3 separate regions of the Anser cygnoides genome follow, and all the other regions are linked to region 3. The links are chromatin contacts, called in public Hi-C maps. All regions are on one chromosome and are shown on one strand. Each heading gives the region's core, a stretch centred on a gene start, on an enhancer-like site or on the middle of the called end of the contact. The rest is flanking DNA. Distances are from core to core; before and after follow the strand shown. Region 1 holds the start of ANGEL1 (angel homolog 1). Region 2 has its middle 5.8 kb from the start of VASH1. Region 3 holds the start of CIPC (CLOCK interacting pacemaker).

Region 1 (3,193 bases), core at 629-3,128, 180 kb after region 3:
ATCTCTTCACTGCTTCTATCAGTCAGATTCAGCCAGCATTTTACCCAGAATTACGAAATCCCGTATGTAAGGAAAAACAGCAGGCAACTATTAATTGACCAGATATTTCCTAATAATAATATTTTTGAAATTAATACTGTCCAAAAAAACCAGAAGAAATATTAACTTTAATATAATTACTTGGGCTTGATAGCAGGTAACTGATTATGTCAGACCCCATTTACAGAGTAAAAATGTCAGGAGTTTACAGCCAAGAACAGAAGCCTGGTTTGCAGAAAAGCTATCTAAAAGGGCCTAATCCCACATATACAGTAAATTATTATTGCTGGATCAAAAAAAAAAAAAAAAACAGATCTATCTTTACAGAAAAAGAACAGATACTTAGTCAAATGCCATTCTGAAACAATGGAAGACATCCTGAGAAAGGATCTCATCTATTAGAGCAATCATCAAGGAATATTACTACGTAACACTTGAAAAATTGTTTTATGCTCTATTTAAATACACAGAAACAAGAACCAAAGAGAGTTGTCCCATAGATTTGATTATTTTAAAGTAGTTGTATTATAAAGGAAAATAAGAAATTAACTTATAGGGACTAAGTGACAACACAAAAAAGGCTTTGAATTTTGAGAAGAACTTGCTGGTAGCATTGGCAGCACAGTAATTACCAAAAATAAATGTGTAATATTCATTTAAAAAAAAAGTCCCCCACTATCAATGAACACTCAAACCAGCATGTACCATGGATGAGCATTCCCACATATACTGGTACTGAGAAGTTTTGCTTTGAAATTTGAGAAATATGCACCTATGCAATTAAAGAAGACAGAAGAATTATTAACACAATTCCTGGTATTTCTATGAAGTGTTTGTATTTATTAATAAAGAAAATGCTTAGCACTAACATAATTAGTAACTCTTGGTGCATATTAAGAAGATCTCAATTGCTTTTCAGTATTTCTTTGCTTTACTTCAATTAATTAACTATACCTTGAAAGTTATCAGGGCAAAAAACCAGTTCCCCTCACGCTGTGACTAAATCAGCCAAGTATAAAACTTCATGAGGGAGCAGTATAGGAATAGTTAAGCTAGAAAATCAGGCCAAAATGCTACAAACCTAGACCCTAACTCCAGTTAGCACATTCACAGAATTATCTTGCTACCTTCAAAACTTGCCCATACTTCTAGGCAAAGGAGGGTTGAAATAGGAACTCATCTCACATGGTGCTGAGCTCTGACATCTGTGGAAATTAAGGGAAATTAAGGGCAGCTGGGCATAATTGCTGGGAAGCTGGTACTGGCCAGCTCGCTTAGGGTGCATTTTGTTCTCCAAGCAAGGTGCCAGACTGGCTGTTACCAGCCTGCTCCCAGATGGCAGCCGTCAACTTTGGGCATCGGCACTCTCGGTCCCTGCTCACCCCATTTCTCTGCAGTGGTGCTTTCCTGCTGCCTTTCCCCCCTCGGATCCTACTGATCTGCCTTTGGCTACTTTGGACTATTTCTGAAATGACTTAGCTGGTAAGTAAGCACCACACCTGTGTCCTTCTCAGACTCATTCTCCATGGGTACGTTTCCTTGCCAGCAGCAGTGATCTGAGGGTTTATTTGCTTTTTCTCTTCTGTCAGTGAGGGGTTTGCAGCCACCTCCTAGGACCCTGCCATTTCCTCTAAGGTATGCACAGGAAGCACAGCTGCTCGGCTACAACTGACAAGCCTCCAAGAGCAATGGTGCTAGTTGTAAGGTTGACGTTCTCGATTTATACTGCTCACGAGCACGTTTTGTGTTGGCAGGGGCTGGCTGGGTGTTAAGAGAACCCCGTCTCCCTTGGGTGCCCTCGGCCCTTCTGTGACCTCACGTCCGCATCCTGACCGCAGGTTCTGGGTGTTCCGGGAAACCAGCGCTGCTTGGGCTTGGATCGCATCAGCACCCGGTAACGGAGAAGAGAGCAGATGAGGTTTTGGCTGTGAGACCCCCAGGCATATCGGAGCGTGGTGCCAGGCTTCTGGTGAGAGATCTCCCTCCTTCTGGGTTAGCACCGCGGTTTGTATAGCTTCCCATGAGAAAGTCAGACCGGAGCACATGCAGTCTTAAAGGAGCTTAGGGCAAAACGAGTGTATCAGCCTCTTTGTCTTGAATGGATTCGGACTTCTCTACTGACAATTTCCCTATATAATTTGTAACAGTGTGGCTAGTAAACATGTCAGCACTTAAGGGAGCCTCAAATCAAGTATTCATTCATCCCACCAGCTGATGTTGGTGCCAAAATTGGCTTAACACTTACTATTTTGTATTACTTATACTGAGGACTCTGTAATGTTTCCTTTTTGGCTAGAACCAAAATCGTAATGCAAGAGGCTTTCTGATAAAGGTTAAGCACACATGGTACATACATTTAGTCCATTTCCATAGGGATGGGTTATTTTTAGTGTTTTTGTTTCCCTAGGTTCTACATAAACCTTCCAACTAGTCCACTCATTAGAGGCTATGATAGGGTTATTTTATATATAGAACAAAACATGCTGCATAAACCAGTGGAAGGTTTGACCCCAAAGCAGATAACCGCTGTCAGCTTTGATTTTATTGCCAAAGTTTGTAAATATTTTTCTCTAGCATAGGCCAACCAACAGTGGCTGTTGAGATGCTTGTCTGTGGTTCTGGCCAGTGTTCTTCTCCCATTCCAGTCCAATTAGGCTGATGTGGACTGGGCTGGGCCTTCAGATGCTTTCTTTGATCTTTCCTCTCACAGAACAGCCTTGGTTTAAATTCTCTGGTCACTAGCCCTTGCTGCCGCATATCTTTCCTCTGGAGAACATCCTCTGCTTTAGGCAGACACCAATGATTGTTTCCAGAGGTTTGCTTCCCACAGCAGGATATGGGAGGCCGCAGTCCAGTGCTGTGCTTTGCCAGAGACATCTGTGGGTTTTGGGACAGGTCACTGCTTCTGTGCCTCAATTTCCCTCTCAATGACACATCCGGTCCTAACTCGAAGCAGAAATAAGAAAGTGCTCTGATGCCGCTGCACGGTGATCCATGTAAAACTCTAGATGCAGGTATTGGAAATATTGCTTTGCCAATTTGAAAAAGACCTTATTGCCTTATCGCTTTGAGAATACCCCACAGAGCAGAGCACTGCATTGCAGTAGTCGGTGTGCTTCTTGCTAACAACGATCTGTGGGGTTTTATAACTGCA
Region 2 (3,208 bases), core at 59-2,558, 210 kb after region 3:
TGGCAGCTGTGAGAGGAAGTGAGGGGCCGCAGGGCAGGAAGCGAGGTTTGGAGGGCTGCGAGGGACGTGCGGGGGAGTCCGGGGTGGCCTGGGCCTGACAGGTTAGCAGAGCGCTGTGCTCCATGAAGGGGTGGGGAGGAAACCTCTACAGCTTCTTAGCTGCAGATTTTCTAAGCAAAATAATTACGTAAGGTATGGTATTATTTGTATTTACTCTTCTGTGAATGTATTTATGTGACCCTTGGTTTTCATGTGGAATAAATGGGGGAGCTGACTTTGTTTAACTTTCGGGAAGAGAAGTCTGAGAGGGTGCAGTCTTTAGGCACAGAAAAGGCCACTGAAAATAGGTGCGTTCTGCACTGCCATGATACACAGAACAAGAAGGGATGTAAGTTTAAAACGTAATGAGAGAGTTAGAAATTAGAAAAAAACTTTCCACAAGGACAAGGGAAAACTGGAACCAGTGGTCTCAGCAGAATATGGAGTCCATATCACTGAAAAGTTTCAAGCACTGTTCGTCAGTTTTCAGTCAGGAATGGTTTAGTTAGCGTTGATCCTGCTTTTGGGAGGAGGGAGAAGGACCTATATGACCTGGTAAAATGCCTTTATGGCCCTTTCTTCTCTGACTGAAAATCAATGGCCTAATGTATTGTTCACTGAAGAGGGGGAGGGTTTTTGCTGATTTGAAGGGCTCTCTTGATGGTAAAGTAAGCTAAACTCTGACCTTTGTTCATACAAACAGCCTCATGGGTTCCAGTTACTGCACTTAAATGAGAGAAATGGTGTATATCAGGCTGGAACATCAGAGCAGAGTGGCTTAATGGAAATTTTCTTACTAATATTGTTTTTACAGATTATGCAAACTACCTCTTTTGTTTGATTTTTTTTTGAAGCTACTTTCAGTTAGAGATTTGAAAGTCATGTTTTAAGTGGTGGTTTTTGTTTGTGTGTTGTTTCCTTTATCTGTGTTTAGTTTTCTCCAGCTCACAACTGTACTGCCTTGAGCCTGATTATACAAATTGTCTTTATCTAGTGCAATGAAATTGTCTGCTGTGCAGGAAACTCTTATGAGGTCAGTGTACTGCCAAGCATTACGCGTATGTTGCAGTAGATCTTTGCTCATAGCAGGAATTCTACCTTTGCCCCTAATTCTGTTTTTGCTGCAGGTCTATTCAGGAATATCTCTAAAGATAACAGCAAAGGTTCTGTTGTTTGATTGCAAAGCTGATATAACCTTTAGTCTGTCTGGGTGATTGACTGGCATAACAGTGCCAGAACAGCCCTTGTTTTGTGGGCAGCTAAGAATGACTTCATCAGTGGCCAATACAGTGACTGCACGTTTTCCTGTTCAGGTGCAGTTATACTGATTACCTTCCCTATGTAGGTCAGATCTAAGAGGAAAGAGGCATGAATCCAATCAACTACTGAAATGTCAGCAAATACTTGTGAAACTTGTGCATTTATCTTCCTTTATCATTGGCCTGTTGAGCTATAACACAACTGACTGACCTTGCCATGTCACATAACCCAGCACGTTGTCACATGGCACCCCTCATCCCATCTGTCACACGGTGAATAATACACCAGCCACACATCTTCCTGCATGTAGAGATCTAGACAGCAGGACGCAAGAAGGCTGAAAGGATAGGACTCGCTGGAAGGAGGCAAAGACTATACATGGTCATCAGAACTTTACAATGGATTAGTTTTATTTGGAGTTTCTCATTTGTTCTTAATAATAACCCTGTTGATGAAAGGGACTTAGACAGGGCATGGCTGTGGCATTTCAGGGTTGGGACAAACATCTTGCTTCTGTGCCACCCCAGCTTAGAGGCAGGGTGTGAGACCAAAAGCTAGAGTTTTGAGTTGTGTGCAGAAGTGGCATCTGAAGATTAATTCATCCAGAGAGGGAACAGAAAAACCACCTTGATACCTGGGTGCCTAGTGCAAGAATGGTAAGAATAGATGCTGTCTGAAGTTCAGCTGTTTCCTTCGGAGAAGGACCATAGATTGAAATGGTTTTACATCAAATTTTTGTGAAAGGAATATGAATAGTTAACAGGTATTAAGTATTCTACCTAGCTGGAAAGGAAAAAGGCTTTGTTTTCTGAAGAGAGGCAAACTCTAGTTATAGTTAATAGAGCTTTCTTCTTCTATAGGAGTGCTAAACAGACATAGCGAAGTTAGAGTCTGAAGTTACGCTAGAAAACAAACAAACAAAAACAAACCAAACAAACACCCCAACACAAACAAACAAACAAAAAACCAAACACATCAAAACCAAAATCCAAACAGCTGGGTAACATAAACTGGAAATAAGTGTACCTGATTCTAAAGTTCATTACCTTCTCCAGTGTGCTTTTAGATAAAACTAGAAGGTTCTTTAATCATAAAATTCTTATTTTCCTTTCTATCTGATATTTTCTCTAGAGGTGGGGAGGAAATGGGCTACTCCCATAAGACCCTTTTTCCTGTTCTGCATTGAAACAGACAAAACCAGACACCTTTGAAAGGTTTAACTGGAACCAGAATAACAAATGCGCCAACACTCAGGCTATGTATTTGGTTTGTTGGAGGAGCAACATTCAAATCCCACCAGTGCTTCATGTGGAATAGAAATTTGAGCATACATTTCTCACATCCAAATAGGTGTAGTGACCTTGGACTGCAATGTGAGGCTTTCTTCTATGGGTGAAAGTGAGCATTCAACTATATGCAAAAAAGACACTTCTCCCAAGCTAACCAGAGGTGTGGTAGGTCAGGAACTTATTTGGAACCTTAGGTTCAATTCCCTGTGCCAAGTCCCAGTGTGCATGCAATCTGAACTTCAGTCTCTCCTATCTGTGACCCTACAGATTGTCAGGACATTCTGGAATTGGCATCTCTCCCTTTTGGTTTGATCAGAAAATCCTCCCTGAACCCGAGTAACCTTTCTTAGCAGAAATTTGTTTTTCTTCAACCAATTTCAATAAACTGGCATTTTGCAAGAACAGAGATGTTTTCTCAAGAATTTTTTGATTAATTCTAATTATTTTCTCAGTAAAATTGCTCCTAAGCAGTTTGCTGTTCACAGCCTTATCCTTAATGTTCCCAGTTTTATCTGTGTGATTCAGTAGTAATGGATGCTTTGTTTCTTGAAGCTGTGGATAAAGTTATTGCACCAAAGAAACTTTCAAGTGCTCCAGAGGCTTCAGAGATCTGTGTTGCA
Region 3 (3,152 bases), core at 97-2,596:
ACATTAGATAACTGTGGTGAGATGCTAGCGTGACCACCTACAAAACTACAAGCAAGACAGAAAAATGCTCAACAGAACAGAACTTCTTCAGTAGCCTTCTGCCTCATTTTTCTGTCTTCAGTCACACCTGCTGACCTGCTAACAGATAGAGGACAGACATAACTACATAAAATCAACCTAGATACTGTCCCTCCTTTGGGATCCTTAACAGAATCTTCTAATAAAGTCTTGTCAAGGGATTCTGATCAGGAAACCCAGTAAGAAAAGCATGTAATTATATCATAGAGAAAAAATGCTGGCACTTCAAGATAAATATCAATATATATGTCTTAATCAGTTTGAATTCTAACCGGGTTAAAAGTTACAAAATATAAATCCTGCTTCACTGTGTCTTTCACTAACAGAACAGCTCAGCTGAATGCTCATGGCACAAACAAGTTTAAATGGAAGATGAGGGTTCAGTCCTGGTCCACGCTTCTATTGCTTACCCCTCTCCAAAACAAAAATATTTCTCTTAAGGAAGCGATATGTATGGATGTTAATCTCCAAAAATCAGAACTGGACACAGAACGAGGGCCAGATGTGAGTTTAATGCGAACACCTCACCTGTTAGCCTCACATCACAGGGTCATTGAGCATCCCGAGCTGGAAGGGACCACAAGGCTCATCGAGTCCAACCCCTGGGTCCACACGGGACCACCCAAACATCAGGCCCTACGTCTGGAGTTCAAGAAGCGTTTGGCCGATGCTCTGAACACGCCCGGTGCCGTGACCACTGCCCTGGGAGCCTGTCCCAGTGCCCGACCCCCCGGTGCAGAACCTTTACCTAGCACCCAGCCTGACCCTGCCCTGACCCAGCTCCACGCCGCTCCCTCGGGACCCGTCACGGGAAGGTCTGGGAAGGGCTGGCACCTCTTTTTCTCTTCCCTTCAGAAAACAACAAACCGAGCACAACCCACAGCGAAGCGGGCACTGGGACCCCCCGGAGGCTCTCCCTTCCTCCCTCCCTCCGCAGCTGCGACAGCCTCACGGCGGGCCCGGCGAGGCCCCGCGCAGCCAGCCCGAACGAGCCTCCCTTGGGGCCCTCCATCGCCCCCAGCCCCCTGCGGCAGCCCCTCGGGGCCCTCCAGCACCCCCGAGCCCCGCGGCTGCCCCCCGCCGCCTCCGGGCCGGGCCGGGCCGCGCCGCCCCTCACCTGCCCGCGGGCCGCCTCAGCGCCGCCCGCTCCACGCATGCGCGGCGCCGCCACCATGGCGCTGCGACCTCCCCGGCTGCGCCCAGCGCCCGCCCCGCGGCGCGCACGCGCAGCTCCGCTGCCTGCCCTCCTCTAAGGGGGGCGGGGCGGTGTAATGGCGGTGTCGCCACCTGAGGGGAGAAGGCGGGAGGGCGTTCAGGGGTTGCGGCCACAGGCCATGGAGCGCTGTGAGGGAGGGGTGTGCAGCTGTAGGTGCACAAACGGCTGTCAGGTCTGTCAGGAAGAAGGGCTAGCCCGAGGTGTCGATTTGAAAGCCCTTTGGGGAGCCGCCTCGCCGTCAGGGAGGTGGCAGGAAAGAGGGTTGTCGCTGGAAAAGCGGGGGTGCATCCAGCTGGCCGTGTGCCCTCGGCCCAGCGGGTGTGTGGGGGCTTGGAAATGTGTGCTGCCAGGCCTGGGCTCCTGAGGGGTCCAGGCAGGTGAGCAGGGCCAGGAATTTGGGATGCTGCTGGAGTTCACAAGTGCTGTGCAAAAAGTACAGTTCAACGCCCTCACAGGAGTCCAGGCTGCTCTAGAGGCTGTCATACCCCAGGAGTGAGAGGGCAGCAAAAGCCACGCGCTAACAGCCACCTACAAAGTGAGGGAGGCAGCATCAAAGGTCCAAAGACTTTAAGCTTGTCATCTCAAAGAGGGAAAAGAGCAAATGGAGGAGCTGTCATGAGCAGATGAGGAGCAAAAGATACCCTTATTCTTCTACACGGTAAATACAAGGTAGTGAAAGGAGTGTGTAGATTTGCTTTCCATGAACTACAGAGAACCAAGGGCAAATAAGTAGGTGGAAGTGGATCTTTTGGATCAATGAATACAGCAAGAATGGCTATTCTTATTCTGAGAACTCCATAAACACTGCCAGCACCTAAAAGTCTGTCAGAATATTTTGCATTTGGAGATGATAAGCAATTTCATGACAGAAAACAGAAAGGGGGTGTGTAGAAGGGCTGAGCAGCGACAATGACGTCCCTTGAATAGAATCATAGAATATCCCAAGTTGGAAGGGACCCACAAGGATCATCTAGTCCAACTCCTGGCACCACACAGGTCTGCCCAAAAATTCAGACCACATGACTAAGAGTACAGTTCAAACGCTTCTTAAACTCTGACAGCCTTGGTGCCGTGACTGTATCCCTGAGGAGCCTGTTCCAGTGTGCGACAGCCCTCTTGGTGAAGAACCTTTTGATATCCAGACTGAACCTCCCCTGTCACAGCTTTACACCGTTCCTGTGGGCCCTATCGCTCGTCACTAAAGAGATTAGATCAGTGCCTGCCCCTCCACTCCCCCTCGTGAAGAAGCTGTAGGCTGCGATGAGGTCTCCCCTCAGCCGCCTCTTCTCCAGGCTGAACAGGCCAAGTGACGTCAGCCATTCCTCATGTGTCTTCCCCTCTAGGCCCTTCACCGTCTTAGTAGCCCTCCTCTGGACACTCTCCAACAGTTTTACATCCTTTTTGTACTGTGGTGCCCAGAACTGCACACAGTACTCGAGGTGAGGCCGCACCAGCGCAGAGTAGAGCGGAACAATCCCTTCCCTCGACCGACTAGCAATGCTGTGCTTGATGCACCCCAGGATACGGCTGGCCCTCCTGGCTGCCAGGGCACACCAGTGGAATAAGCAGGTGGAAGTGGATCTTCTGTATCAATGATACAGCAAGAATGACTATTCTTGTTCTAAGAACTCCATAAACACTGCTAGCACCCAGAAGTCTGTCGGAATATTTTGCATTTGGAGATGAAAAGCAATTTCATGAGAGAAAACTGAAAAGGGGTGTGTAGAAGGACTGAGCAATGACAATGATTTCCCTGAATAGCAATATAAGAAAGAAATACTTTGATTGTTATGATGGTCTTGTTAAAAAACTGAATCATGCTTCTTTAAAAGATCAACATGATCTAATAATTCCTGAT

What was found. Hi-C and Micro-C count contacts between places; a contact is called where the count stands out from the background.
Region 1: a Hi-C map of liver shows a contact between it and region 3, with 4 times the contacts expected there. The contact joins the promoter of ANGEL1 here to the promoter of CIPC in region 3. A contact is called at or near these places in 2 of 7 Hi-C or Micro-C datasets (both in liver).
Region 2: a contact with region 3 is called in a Hi-C map of fetal liver, with 1.9 times the contacts expected there. The contact joins the enhancer-like site here to the promoter of CIPC in region 3. A contact is called at or near these places in 5 of 7 Hi-C or Micro-C datasets (fetal liver, granulosa cells and liver).

What each region holds. Positions count from the first base shown.
Region 1 is chr5:43,380,553-43,383,745 of Taihu_goose_T2T_genome, reverse strand. ANGEL1 (angel homolog 1) reads left to right here and starts at 1,878. Exons shown (of 10, transcript XM_013185586.3): 1 at 1,878-2,008. It overlaps LRRC74A (leucine rich repeat containing 74A), which reads right to left and starts at 1,739. Exons shown (of 13, transcript XM_048059752.2): 1 at 1,539-1,739. The coding sequence starts at 1,566.
Region 2 is chr5:43,341,606-43,344,813 of Taihu_goose_T2T_genome, reverse strand. No RefSeq gene overlaps it. Among named protein-coding and RNA genes, the nearest start is that of VASH1, 5.8 kb to the left of the region's middle. Within about 2 kb of position 1,308, at least 1 of the 3 cell types and tissues checked has open chromatin away from gene starts, as enhancers often do. A contact at or near this core is called in fetal liver, where this site is marked.
Region 3 is chr5:43,555,333-43,558,484 of Taihu_goose_T2T_genome, reverse strand. It overlaps CIPC (CLOCK interacting pacemaker), which reads right to left and starts at 1,346. Exons shown (of 5, transcript XM_048059782.2): 1 at 1,196-1,346.